2 separate regions of the Xenopus laevis genome follow, and region 1 is linked to region 2. A link is a contact called in public Hi-C data. All regions are on one chromosome and are shown on one strand. Each heading gives the region's core, a stretch centred on a gene start, on an enhancer-like site or on the middle of the called end of the contact. The rest is flanking DNA. Distances are from core to core; before and after follow the strand shown. Region 1 holds the start of gdf5.S (growth/differentiation factor 5). Region 2 holds the start of kcns1.S (potassium voltage-gated channel subfamily S member 1).

The links. A called contact is a pair of places that touch in the nucleus more often than the background predicts.
Region 1: a Hi-C map of the XTC cell line shows a contact between it and region 2, with 3 times the contacts expected there. The contact joins the promoter of gdf5.S here to the promoter of kcns1.S in region 2. A contact is called at or near these places in 2 of 4 Hi-C or Micro-C datasets (the XL177 cell line and the XTC cell line).

The regions. Positions count from the first base shown.
Region 1 is chr9_10S:3,743,534-3,750,402 of Xenopus_laevis_v10.1, reverse strand. It overlaps gdf5.S (growth/differentiation factor 5), which reads right to left and starts at 1,344. Exons shown (of 2, transcript XM_018237832.2): 1 at 300-1,344. The coding sequence starts at 924.
Region 2 is chr9_10S:3,594,557-3,601,994 of Xenopus_laevis_v10.1, reverse strand. kcns1.S (potassium voltage-gated channel subfamily S member 1) reads left to right here and starts at 5,528. Exons shown (of 3, transcript XM_041578834.1): 1 at 5,528-5,747; 2 at 7,385-7,438. The coding sequence starts at 7,410.

The DNA of each region.
Region 1 (6,869 bases), core at 95-2,594, 150 kb before region 2:
TCGAAGCTTAAAATATATCACCCGACATCAAAACATATCATAAGGTTGGCATTATTTACATATTTTACTACAAATGACTCACTTTCCACCTAAAACTTGGTCTCCACATTTCCTAAAATGCTTTTTCTATACATTAAATTTCAGCTGAAACATTTTCATTTTGGCTTATAGGAGCATGACTGTATCTAGTACCAACATGTATGGAACCTGTATTAAAAACACATTCACTTATTGTGAAATAAAGTAGATGTTTATCCTTAAATATTACTTTATTTAGATTATATAACCAATCATCTTACCTTGAGCTTTGTCAATGAAGCTGGTGATAGTATTGGCTAATCCTGCCTCGAGTTTCAAGCTTCCATTAATGCCTTTCCTTTCAACATCTGAAAGAGTCCGGTACAGTGATAACATGTATTCATGTGGCGTAATGAGGGGGTGCTTGAAAGAGTCTTTTTGCTCTTTTTCAGTCAGTGGGTTTGAAGGTCTCCTTGGTTTGAATCCAGCAGAATCTGCATGGATATTTATTAGTTTGGTAGAGGCCTTACTGGTAACATGCGGAGGCCTTGGGGTCTCGATTTTTACCCCAGATTGCCCATTTTCAACGACTTTGTCCTTGGCATGTGGAATAGCTCTACGGGCAGCTTGTTTTTTGAAGTCCTCATTTTTAGAGAGAAAAATTCTACTTTGAACAAGGGGAACTTTGGTCCTACCCTTTTGAAGACCAACTCCATGACCCAAGATTGCAGTCCTGGTTGCGTTGACCTTTGGTAATGGGTTTCTCTCTTTTCCTCCAGTTACAGCAATGCCTACTTTGGTTCCTGGATTACTTTGTTCAGAATGGCCCAGTGCCAAAGGAACTAGATCCAGGGAGTCCCAAATCAGATACCAAAGCAGTAAAGGAATATATTTCAGTACTTTCATCCTTTGATCTTCTCTTGAACATCACCAAAGAAACAAATGGCAAAGGTTCCACCAAACTGGCATGAGACAACATGAAAGAGACTGAAAACCAAGGCCAGCAGAAACAGCTTTCTTCTTACTCTGCTTTTAAAATCTGTTTGCTTAATGTGGGTATCCAGTCCCATAGTGAAAAGTAACATGTGTTCTGATCTAATCTTACTTTCTCCAGTGTGTAGCTGAACAGAGGTTGCTCTTGAAAGGTAAACTTTACCTCCCTCTTTTCTGCTTCAAAACTGTCTGACTACTTGAAGGAGTCTTGTTTAAATCCGAAGGTTTTTTTTTTTTTTTCCAAGGAGGAAGAATGGCGTAATGTTGCCTCTGTGTAAATCCTTTTTTTTTTTTTTTTTTTTTTTAAGATTTGAATCCATTCCAGTGAAAATATTTCACACACAGAGATTCGCAGGTGCTCAGAAATCTTTTACAAACCTGAGCTCAGGAGTTGGAAGCGGAATTCCAACAAAAACCAATTTAATTACTCTCTGATGTCATGCTGTCTAAACTAATTTAAGGGCGATATATTTCTTGAGAAAAAAAAAAAAAAATCTTCCTTAACCTTTCCATTAACATGACTCATACCCTATGTTAAACCATTCTGTAGGACCTGAAACTTCAAATTATGTCATTTAAAGGGGGGAGGGGGAATGATTCTGCATTAACCTTACATAAACTTCAACGAGAATGTAAACATAAGTATCTTTTTTAATTTTTTATTGTTTTTGAATCGACCCTAAGTATTGCGTTGTGACATCTAAATATAGGCTTTTTTCATTGTTATGGATCTTTTATTTCTATTTCCCAAAACAAATTAAACAAACCATTAAAAATTAAAAAAAAAATCGAAATGGCATTAATGTGGTAATGCCGTAGCACTTTAAAAATACATTATAAAATGTTCTATAAAATTAAGTATTGTAGCCCAGAATAAATGGGAAATTTAAGCACGGAGGGGGGGGGGGAAGAAAAAACTTTCCATGCCTGGTATAAAGCAATGCTATACATTTCCAGATGTTTTCATTTTTTTCCCAGTGTGATGTAAAGCAGCAGTGTCCCCTGCAGTCTGGATTTAAAATAGTAAGAAAAAAAAATCAAGGAGGGACCAACATATATTAAATATATTATCTACCTCCTTTAGGAACGATGTTGGTAGCAGTTCTTGACTCTTAGCATGAAAAAAAAAACATTTTGCACCTGATTTTTTTTAATAAAAAATAGATACAGCGCATATTGCTGCAGTGTTGTAAAACGATCCTCTTTTAAAGGGATCCTGTCATCGGAAAACATGTTTTTTTCAAAACACATCAGTTAATAGTGCTACTCCAGCAGAATTCTGCACTGAAATCCATTTCTCAAAAGAGCAAACAGATTTTTATATATTTAATTTTGAAATCTGACACGGGGCTAGACATATTGTCAATTTCCCAGCTGCCCCCGGTCATGTGAGTTGTGCCTGCACTTTAGGAGAGAAATGCTTTCTGGAAGGCTGCTGTTTTTCCTTCTCAATGTAACTGAATGTGTCTCAGTGGGACATGGGTTTTTACTATTGAGTGTTGTTCTTTAATCTACCAGGCAGCTGTTATCTTGTGTTAGGGAGCTGTTATCTGGTTACCTTCCCATTGTTCTGTTGTTAGGCTGCTGGGGGGGAGAAAGGGAGGGGGGTGATATCAGTCCAACTTGCAGTACAGCAGTAAAGAGTGACTGAAGTTTATCAGAGTCACATGACTTGGGGCAGCTGGGAAATTGACAATATGTCTAGCCCCATGTCAGATTTCAAAATTAAATATAAAAAAATCTGTTTGCTCTTTTGAGAAATGGATTTCAGTGCAGAATTCTGCTGGAGTAACACTATTAATTGATTCATTTTGAAAAAAAGTTTTTTTTCCCCATGACAGTATCCCTTTAACTGTGGTTCTTTTGGTATAAAAGTACCAAACCAAAGGCAAAAAGGTGATATTTGCTTTCCTCTTCCCACAATTCCCAGGTTAAAACCTGTAATATTTGACTTTGTGCAGAAATGTAAGAGCTCGGACACGTCTTTTTACTGGATGTAAGCTATATGTAAAGTGTTTTTGTTTTTGTTTTAAGGGGCAAATTTATCAGCATTTGAATTTATTTTTTTATTGGAATTCTAAGCTCAAAAAAAAATCTAAAAAAGCATCTAAAAAGCTGGTGAATTTATCTGGACGTCAATGAGAGTTGTATTAGCAAAATTCAAGATATTTTGAGTTTAATTCATTTGAAAATGAAGGGTAGAATGTAATTTCACTAGGACTAAGTTTCATAAAAGTTTCCAAAAGTTGCTAGAAGTTTCCTCTTGAGGCAACTTTAGACGACTTCCGAGAATTGAAGCGACACATGGGATTTACCGCCAGCGATTCAATTTATCGCTGATGGGAGGGCATTTACAGGACATTAGTCACCCGCAGAAGAGGAGATTTATCATTGACAATTAATCTCTTGGTGTGCCATCAGCCCAGGTTCAAATTTGCCCAGATAAATAAGCCTCGCTGTGTTTATCTTCCATAATCTAGGCCAGTGATCTCTAACCAGTAGCTCGTGAACAACATGTTGCACTCCAACCCCTTGGATGTTGCTCCCAGTGGCCTCAAAGCAGGTGATTATTTTTGAATTCCAGGCTTGGAGACAAGTTTTGTTTGAATAAAAAACAGTTGTACTTCCAAGCAGAGTCTCCTGTAGGCTGCAAGTCCACATAGAGGCTACCAAATAGCCAATCACACTAGAGACTTTTTTCATGCTTGTGTTGCTCTCCAACTCTTTTTACATTGGAATGTGGCTCAAGGGTAAAAAAGGTTGGGGAACCCTAATCTAGGCTGTCTGCCCTTGGGTTGCAAAAAGTCAGCAGGTATCATGCAGTCCCCAAAAGGGTGTCTTCATATGTTCCTGGTTGTTTCATAGTCACCACCTTTTCTCACAAGGTCCATCTTCCACCATAAACCTTTGTCTCACCAGTGCGCACCAGTAGATTGTAAACTGTAAAACGGCAGTCACCTCCTTGTAACACTCTCTACTTTTTTTTTGTGGTCATTCAATAGCCAACTCACCATCTGTGTGAAGAAAGCTACAAGCCTTTAAGGTTTTATTTAAGTGGTCTCTCTTTGCTTCTTTTTCCTGAGCAATAACAACATTGCCCATCACATCTAGTATGTCCAACATCATATTTTTCATTTCATAATAATCGGACATTGCACTTGGATCTTGTAGCACCTCTGAGCAGGTTTGAGATCTCTTATCTCACCTTAACACCACTTTTGTTATGCTTCATTTTAAAAAGTTTTACCCTGCAATTGGTTGACTGGCTAAAAGGGTTGAATTATGTAGGGTGACCACCCACAGCAAGTTCTCATTCATGTATTTAGGAAACATTTTCTTATTGGTTATTGAGGTTGGATGACCTCCATCAATAGTCGTGGTCAGAATGCTTCTATAGCAGGGAAGAGTGACAAGGTCAGAATACAGGGACTTATTTTCAGATGAAGAAGTGGATTAGTTCTAGATATGAGGGCAAACTTGGTGGTTGACCAGGGCACAGAGATTGAAGGTTAAACAGGGTTGTAAAGAGTTGATTTGGTTCTTTTTAGGTAAAGAAATTACTGTCTTGAGAATGTAGGGCTTATTTTTAGTTATTTTTACCATATATCTTTTCTGACATAAAAAAGAGCCTTGGGACTGGCAGGTCTGGACTGAGCAAGTCCCTCCATGATTAACAAGTGGTAAGGTACAAAGAGAGCCATCATTAAGTAACGGCACAATGGCATTCTCATTATTACTACAGCATAAAAATATCCACATATTTGTAAAAACACGTGGAAAAACAAAGAATTTCTCTATATTGAAAATGAGCATGTTTTGATATTCAGGAAATGAGGGTTTTTCGTGGAGCTTTACAAGAATGAAGACTGTAGTTGAGCACATCTGGCAAGATGGAAATACCCTGATTGGAGGCAAACGTTCCTGCCTTGTACTGTTCACCGAAGCAACAAGAGAGAGAAGTTGATAAACAAAAGTTAAAGAAATTTTAATCAGGAGGGAAAAAGAACAAAAACAACGAAATTTAGACTTGATTCTATAAAATAGTGAGACATAAAGGTATAAGAATGAACCAACAATGGAAATAAAGAAAGTCACCTCAAGCTCATACTTTATCTTCTCTCCTTCTGTATTATTTTTGATCCAGTTTGTTATCCCTGATCTGACACCCTCTGTTCTTTCCTTGATTTGTTTATTCTTAGCAACTTCTCCCCACTTCTACTTTTGTTATAGGGCTGCTGACTGGACAGGCTGGGACTGTAACTTCAGAAAATAAAATTCAGCATTTCTACCCGTCATTTGTAGGCTTCAATTCTGGCACAAACCTTTCAGTCATGACTACCTGCAGTGCTGCTATACCATACATTGTAAATAATGGGTTTGAGACCATTGTGACCTGATTGTTTTGTCATAAACTGTTATGAACGGAGTCCCAACCCCAGAACTAGCGCCATGATCCAATCGTGGCTCACTCTTCCGCCTATAACAACCACCTTTCTCTTTAGGAGGAGCCCTTCGCTTCTCAGGTGCCACCAGGTCTTAACGTTAGAGGACCAGGGAGAGGGTTCTGGGCAGACAAGGGAACCAAACATTGTAACTGGAACGTAGAACAAGGAGTGTGGTTGAGGAACAGGCCGGGCCGATATCAATCAAGGGAAGCAGAACAAATTTGAGAGACAAGAGAATAGTTGAGATCACAGGCCACGTCAAACACACTAATAGGATCCGGGAGAGAAGTCAATAACAGGCAAAGGTCAGGCAGCGAGCAAGAGGAGGTCAGGGGCAGGCAGGATCAAGAACAAGGATTAGACAGAATATTAGCGCAACCAGGAACTTTGAAAAATAGACCTACGTTGGACAATGAGTAGTAGGTTGAGGGCCCTATAAATATTTGTGAAATTCAAATATTTAAAGGGCCCTCAACCGACTACTCATTGCCCACCGTAGGTCTATTTTTCATGATCCTTGTTCTTGATCCTGCCTGCCCCTGACCTCTTCATGCTCGCTGCCTGACCTGACCTTTGCCCGTCAGGTTGAAGGAAGTTTCGGCTGCAGGCGTCCCCCACGCACCACTGGACCACCAGGTATCTTGCCATAAACCAAGTTAAATGTCAGCAATAAAGCATGGCTTTGTGGGAGCAATAAAGGGGCTTGGCTATTTGAATGCGCATTTCAAAAGTACATTTTCATTACCCTACTAAAGGCATCAATACAGATGACTTTTTTCAAAACAAATCTCTTTAAATTTTGCTACAACTGCTTTTTTGCAGTTCATTTCTTTACACTCTTTTGCCATCTAGTGGTATAATTCCAATTTATTTTTTCTACATTTACCTTGTTTGTCCAGATGTTTTTATTAATTGCATTTATTCATTCTTCCCTGACATGCAGTTGGTCTTTTTGCTATAAAAGTATATTCCTGTAAAGGAGCAGAGTCATGTATGGCCTCATTGCAGTCTGCCCCCCAGCCAAAGTCATATTTTCTATATAGGTGCCCCAAGGGCCATGTCCATCCATTTAAATTCTTTTTAAAAAAATCCTACTCCTTAATTGTCATATGCACAGACTTTCTTCTTTTTTAGGTGAGATCAGAGTACCTATTAGTACTTCTATATTTGGGACTAAATGTTTATTTTAAAAGGGGTTGGACTCCAGAGCACTTTGACTCGTGTAGCTCCGTCTATTCCACGATCAAGGATTGTTGGCTCTTAGTTTTGTTGACTATGGGCCTGAAATGTTTCTTTTTTAGTCTCTGGGAAGGGAGTGTGACTGTGGGATAGCAGGTATAGTAGGGAGAGATGGTGCCTATAGTAACAGTGGATAATAGTCTCTGGGAAGGGAGTGTGACTGTGGGATAGCAG
Region 2 (7,438 bases), core at 4,279-6,778:
TCTGAATTTTGAGTTTTAAATATAAATTTCATTTGGGCAATGAATGTCTTCTTCTGGAAAATGGACTTTATTTGCTAAATGGCGAGGACAGAATTGAAATTCTAAACCGGAACAACCAAACCCGGTAGTGTTTTTAATGTTCCGTATTAAGGCAAAAGGGACCTTAAAACAAAGCATTAAAATGAAGGTTAACAAAAAGTCTGATGAGCGGCAGTTGATGTCCTACAGAAGGGCATAATGTATAGTTCTGAAAAAAGCAGGCAAATTTACACTTATACATTTTTGTTCAATTATCTACACAGTGTCGGACTGGAGAGCAGGGGCCCACCAAAAAACCTTAGATCAGGGGCCCACCAGTAAAACTTTAGACCGGGACCCACTCTCAGCACTATTTTCTTCCTCTCCTCACTCAACCTCTATTCTCCTAGTCTATTTTCTTTACATACTAATCTATCATTCCATCTATTTAGCCTCTTTGTTCTCATAGAAATAAGGAATGGCCATGAAATAGGCCAAATGTTTAGAAGCATGAGGGCCCCCTGACACCTGGGCTCATCTGGACTTTTCCTGGTATCCCAGTGGGCCAGTCCGACACTGTATCTACAAGATATGCCTTGGAATAATGCTAACAGTGCCTTATGACATTGAGCTACCTTCAAAACAAGTGTTTTTGCTTGGAGCATCATGTCCACATCAACCTCCTACCTGGATGAAATATTGAAAAGCTGAAGAGCCCTCTCTGGAGAGGGTTACTTTGCCATTGCTTGAGTTGTTAGATTAGGACTAAAGGTGGCCATAGACGCACAGATAATATCGTACGAAACAAATTTTTGTACGATATTCGGTGTGTGTATGGTGAGAAAAGAGCCGACCAATATCGGTAGAAGATTTGGATATCGGTCGGCTCGTCAATTGGGCTGGACAGAAAATTTTGGTTGTGTGCCCAAACATCGGCCATTGTTAGTGCTGGTAGAATTCTATTGTTTCTACCGATGATTCAGCTCTACACGTGTTGTATTGAAAAACATCTTTTCCAGGAAATATCGTAATTGTAACGTCTATGGCCACCTTAGTGGTAGAGAGATGACTTTCCATTGTATAAACACAAGGGCTAGATGTAGACCTTGGTGAAAAGCAATGGCTTAGGGTTGGCTGTCTCCTTGTCCACTGTCTAGAGATCATTTTCACAGACATTATAATACAACTAACTTGTCACAACAAGGTTTTTGATGGTTCCAGAGAAACCCAAAGCACAAGCCAGCATTTAAAATGGGACGTTCCTGCACTGTCTGTGCTATGCTGGGAGCATCAATGCATGCTGTGCCTCCAATGTGAGTGCAGAAGCTTCTAGAACAGTGATCCCCAACCAGTAGCTCGTGAGTAACATGTTGCTCTCCAACCCCTTGGATGTTGCTCCCAGTGGCCTCAAAGCAGGTGCTAATTTTTGAATTCCAGGCTTGGAGGCAAGTTTTGGTTGTATAAAAGCCAGGTGTACTGCCAAACAGAGTCTCAATGTAGGTCGACAATCCACATAGGGGCTACCACATGGCCAATCACAGCACTTATTTGGCACCCCAAGAACATTTTTCATGCTTATGTTGCTCCCCAACTCCTTTTTCTGCTGAATGTTGCTCACGGGTTCAAAAGGTTGGGGATCCCTGTTCTAGAAGATGTAAAATAAACACACACATAAAAATGGCACTTTAATGAAACACAAGGCCTGGGACTCCAGACAAACCCTTAAACGGTGACAACTGCCCAAGTTTCCATACAAAACCTTTGTTTGAAACTATCTATGTATATAGAGAATGTTTGAAACTGCCATGAGGGAAGTGGAATTTAAAAAATGGCAGTTTGAAAATGTTGACATTTATCGCTAGGTATAACAAGTCTTGTTTGTCAAAGAATTACTAAACTATAATGGCAATGGCGTCTGTGAGAAACCAATATGTTTTCTTTAATGATCTCTGTAACATTTTGTGTATCTGTCCCAATTAAAAAAAAATAAACGAAATGATTTTTTTTTTAGAAACTTGAACGTGTCTGTGTTTGATATTTTGCACATCTTGCCAAAGTATTCATCTTGGAAGGAATAAAATGCAATTTAAATATGTAAATGTGTAAATTTTATACAAGAAAAACACACATAACCTGCAAAATATAACATCAGGGCATTTACTAAATCCATAAATTTGGTTTAGGTTGAATCTTAATACTTTTTACAGAATTTGAAATGGATTTAGAACCCCTAAACAAGGCCTAAACGGAAAGCCTTACACGTTTCAAGCCTTATGCTTTTTTGGCTCTTAATTGGTATATACATGTATATATTTGTATAAATATTATTAAGTGCCAGAAGGCATGAAATGTGGAAGGCTTCTGGTTATGGGACTTTTTTTATGTAATAAAAGAATTTGGGTTTTTTTTTTACTTATGGCCTCTCATTGAGTTCTAAGATGTGCTTGCCTGCTTCCATGTATACCGGTATTTAATTTCCTAACTGAAGGTTCAGGGCTCAAGTACCTGATTAAGTACCTTGCTGGTATGAAACGCGTAGGGCCTATGGAGATGGATTTATACTTTTAATTATGACCAATAAAGATTGACCTTTTTAACTTATACTATTGGCCCTGTACTATTGGCCAGATAGCCCTGTTCTTTTTCTGTGTGTTAATTATGTGAGCCCAATGGTTCTACTGGTGAATAGTCCTCCAGGAATGTTTAAGCAAAATTCATTATCAAAACCATAATCCAATTGAAAGCATGGTATGAATCACAAAGATCCTAATCCAGACAAGATGGTGCAAAAATACCCCTACTAAGGGGACTCTAAGTAGTAGATGTCAGTGGTCAACCAAGGAGAAAATGGGTTAAGATCTATGGTGAATGCTTATTTGCTGCCCTGGATACCCCGTGATGACAATGTTTTCCTATATTTACAGCCTATGGGGTGGGTGGGAATATTTTACCAAATATTGACCAGGAGAGACAAAAACCCTGACCTGGATGGAGGCCAAATGCAGAGGTGTATTTCTATCAAGTGCCACCACAGGCACTGGACTTCCAACTGCAGATTGGATTGTTTTATATCTATAGAGACCCCTCTAAAGCAACCACCCTGGGCAACCACCATCAGGTGCCCACTCAGATATAAATACAGCCCTGACCAAATGGGCAGTGATGTCAATTAAGCCTGTGTCAGTGATAACCCATTGGGGGCATGATTGAGGCCATATTTCATGCTGCCATTTAAATGAATAGGAATTCGGGTTATTTGGATTATCACCCAAATCACAGTTTAGTTGACAACTGTACATTTTACTGGTTGGCGCTGGTTGGTCCTGGTTGGGTTGGGAACTGGACAGCTGAAGTTGGCAAACCATACAGCAGTCCTATGCAACAAAAGTTAAAGTCCAATCCCTTGCTAGTCTAGAAAAAGTGATGGCAAGGTGCGGCCTATTTTGGCTAAAGATCATAAATATATTAAGCTTTGGAAACATTGCTCAGAAGTTGAGGAAATATCTAAAGGTGCGACTATTTGCCTGGCTAACAGGGTTCCAGACTTTTTCCTAATCTAGCCAGTCTGTACTTATTTCATTGCGGCTTCCCTTGGCTCTGAAACGTTACTGTCACGTAGCACTTTAGAGACATCTAGTGGTAATACTTATGGGTGAATAGTTTCATTTTCCAGCGGTTTGCGCTCATTGTCACATTCACTGCTTTCGGCCTGATTGACAAAAGCCTGGAACATATGCCGCTAAAATATAGGCTGTACACAGTTGAGCGGATTAATCATGGATTATTCTTTAAATCAAATAACCATGAGAGTGGAGCCAGTCTGTAAAATCACCACCATCTGTTTCTGGTTTGAGCCGTCCATAGCTCTGTGGTCAACCAGGACCTAAAAATAAAACCAGTGGAATACTCCATGTAAGGGGTGCACGTTCAGCATAAGGAGGCCACTCTATGTAGGGATCTTATGGTAAAATAATAATCCTCCACTCCATGTCTACACCTTAATACGAGAAGTGGTGCTGCAATCTGGATACTCTGGAGACCATATAAATGTCGCCATAAGGAATGTTAAGGCCTCCATAATAACCACATTATATCTCCTATACAACAAATATTACATTAACAAATATGATTAGATGAGAGAAATCAGGCCTTTAAACAGGGAATTCTACCAGAGAGGGTCACCAACATAGGGCATCATTCACAGCTACTGTGTGGTCTCATAGAAGTTTGCTTATACCCTATGGATAGAGAGACACCATAGAACCATTTTAATGTGTATATTCTACAACACTAGGTACAATAAAGGGAAAAATAACTACAAAGTCGGGCGAGCTGAGCCTCTTCATACTTGGCACATGGTTAGCAGTCAACAGTAACCCAACAGACTCCATTGCTCAATCCCAAGCCTACTTGACTCCATTCACTAAGTTTACTTTAGCTCATGCACGACTGCACTAATGTTCAGCACGGTGTTAAAAATGCATAGCTATTATGTTTATGTAAAACCCTGGCACAGGGATAGTGCAACAGGGGAACATACACCCACCAGCAATCAGAAGTTAATAATTCAAGTTCTAAAGGCTTCAGACTCCACACACAGAACCTGAAATAAGTTTGTGCATTAATAAAGTATGAGTGTGGGTTAGGCCCAATAAACGTGTCCCTTCTTCTAGTGCAGTGATCCCCAACCAGTAGCTTGTGAACAACATGTTGCTCACCAACCCCTTGGATGTTGCTTCTAGTGGCCTCAAAGTAGGTGCTTGTTTTTGTAGGTTGACAATCCATATAGGGGCTACTAAATGTTTAAAATATTATATTTGATTTTCACATAAACAAGAGAAATCAGTATGACAGCAAATACCATGCAGACTCAGAGGATCATGGCTACTAAATGGCCAATCACAGCCCTTATTTGGCACCCAAGGAACATTTTTCATGTTAGTGTTGCTCCCCAACTCCTTTAATTTCTGAATGTTGCTCATAGGTTCAAGAGGTTGGGGATCTCTGTTCTAGTTATATTACAATAGAGAGTACATTATTCACTATATATTGTTTACAGGCTGAACCTTATAACCCACATGGTCTCCTTGCCAACAAGAATAGCTTCTCCTAGAACGGAAAAACTGAACTTGATCAGTCTGATCATACGACTCAATTCTGAAATTTAAAAAAAAATTTAAAATTTTTAAGAAATAGGATTTTTTTTTTTTCAATTTTAAAAATGTGCCGAGTCACTGCTATCCTTTTGGCTTGTATCAGAAGCATGGATTCAGTCCAGGTTACAATGAGTGACAGATGCCGTAACACCATCGCAGTTGACACCGTCCGAGAACCATGCAAAGTTTGCCGAGCAGCTGCGTCCGACCACTCAAGAGGTTAACGGCTTTTACGTGTTCATCTTTACAACCTTAAGAGTTCCTACTGGCAGCTGCCTGGAAATGTGTGTACAGTACATCAATATTTAAGTAACTGGATCTCACTACAAGACCAAGTGTGCTGGAAGGAGCTTCAGACGACATAGGAGGTCTCAGGGCACGCACCATCCTTTCAGAACCCTTTCTTTCTGCAAGAGGTTTTCCATGGTTTCATGCAAAGATGTCCTTCTGAAGACTCTGCCTTAAGTCCCCGTAATTCATTCTCTCCTTCTAAACTGGATTCTCTACACCTCGTCCATAAACCGCACTTGATTTTTGATGTCCCATGAAGATACCAGCATTTTTCTGAATCAGGTACGAATTTTCAGATTTTTTTCACATAAGATAAGATTTTCTTTCTATATGAATATAGGTTGTATCTGTAGAGTCCGAATCATTTCAGGTGGTGGATGGAATCTGCTAATAAATGCAAGTTCTTGGATAACACAATCAATTTGGCCCTTGAGGATGCATTTTTTTTAAAAGTGGCCCCCAATGTTTCTGCTCATTTTTTCTACTCGGTTATCCGCTCCCTCGACTGAAGGTTCAGGGCGGTGCACCTGGACCCCTTCTCCAAACTGGTGAGTCTATACTTTGAGACCTAAGAATTTTACTGCAAATCATCACCTACCAGTGTTCATGATTCTATTTTGGGATCCTTAAAATATCTGCCTTTGACTTACCCTTTCTTCCTCCAGTGTTAGGGTCAAAGACAATATTATATGGTTTTATGATGTTTTAATGAATATACACCAGGATTTCAATCATGTTTTTGTTTGCTTTCATTGTAGAGGAATTAGATCTATTATCCAGAATGCTTTCCTTAAAAGGTTGTTTTTTCTATAATTTGGCTCACCATAAATTAAAAGACACCTATCCCGTAATTATTTCACCCGCTAAGAGAGCCCACACTCCAAAAGGGAGAAAAAAAATTATTTGTTGCAAGAAAGCCCCCTAAGCCACCCTGGCCCCCCTCTAGTGGGGGGTCACCATGTTGGGGCATATCATGTGGATAATGAGTGGGTCAAGGAGCTCTCCATGTGTTAGACCAGTGGTCCCAAACCAGTGGCTCACGAGCAACATGTTGCTCACCAACCCCTTCAATGTTGCTTCCAGTGGCCTCAAAGTAGGTGCTTCTTTTTCAAAAAAAAAAAAAACTGGTTTATTGGCAGCCTCCTGTCGGCTACCAATCCACATAGGGGCTACCAAATAGCCAATCACAGCCCATAGTGATGTATTTGTACCTTACATTCTCAAGCAATTATCTTTGGTCCCTATGATATATATTATATAGTAAGATACGACTGTTTTAAGGGCAAGATGACTAAGGAAGCCGCTTTAGCTCCTGAATTTTAAAGGGCCCTAGTCCACTGCCCCCCAACTGTCATTCTACTGCAGGGCAATGTTTTGAATTCATTTTCTGCAACAGCATAGCTGGGGTTCATGTGGTTATCTGAATGCATTTACTGCATTGATTTTACTGGCATGCCTGGGGTTAAAGCAATGCTCACTATCCATGTTCTTCAGTGATCTTGCTGGCATGTCTGGGGTTAATAAAGCACATATTATGCATTTTCTGCAGGGATCATACTGACATGCCTGGGGTTCTTGAAGTGATTTGAATCTACTTACTGCAGTGATTTTACTGGCATGCCTGGTGATAAAGCAATGCTCATTATCCAAATTCATTAGTGATCTTGCTGGCATGTCTGGGTCATTATGGCTAATAGGAATACCAAAGGGGAGTATAGTAGACTTCACCTCACATTTGACATTTGCCTGAGCAAATTTGCAATTTTCATTTTGTTAGAGATATTAGCAGTTTTAGACTGCTAGGCAGGCTTCATTTTTTGACTTCCGAATCCCCCAAAAAATAAAAATGTTCACTATTTTTGATTATAATGCACTATTCTGATTATAAGAAATTACATTTCTACGGTTTTCTGTTACAGAAGCACAAGGGTACATCCGAAGACCATGGTACACAAAAGCAAGCCGTTTTGGAT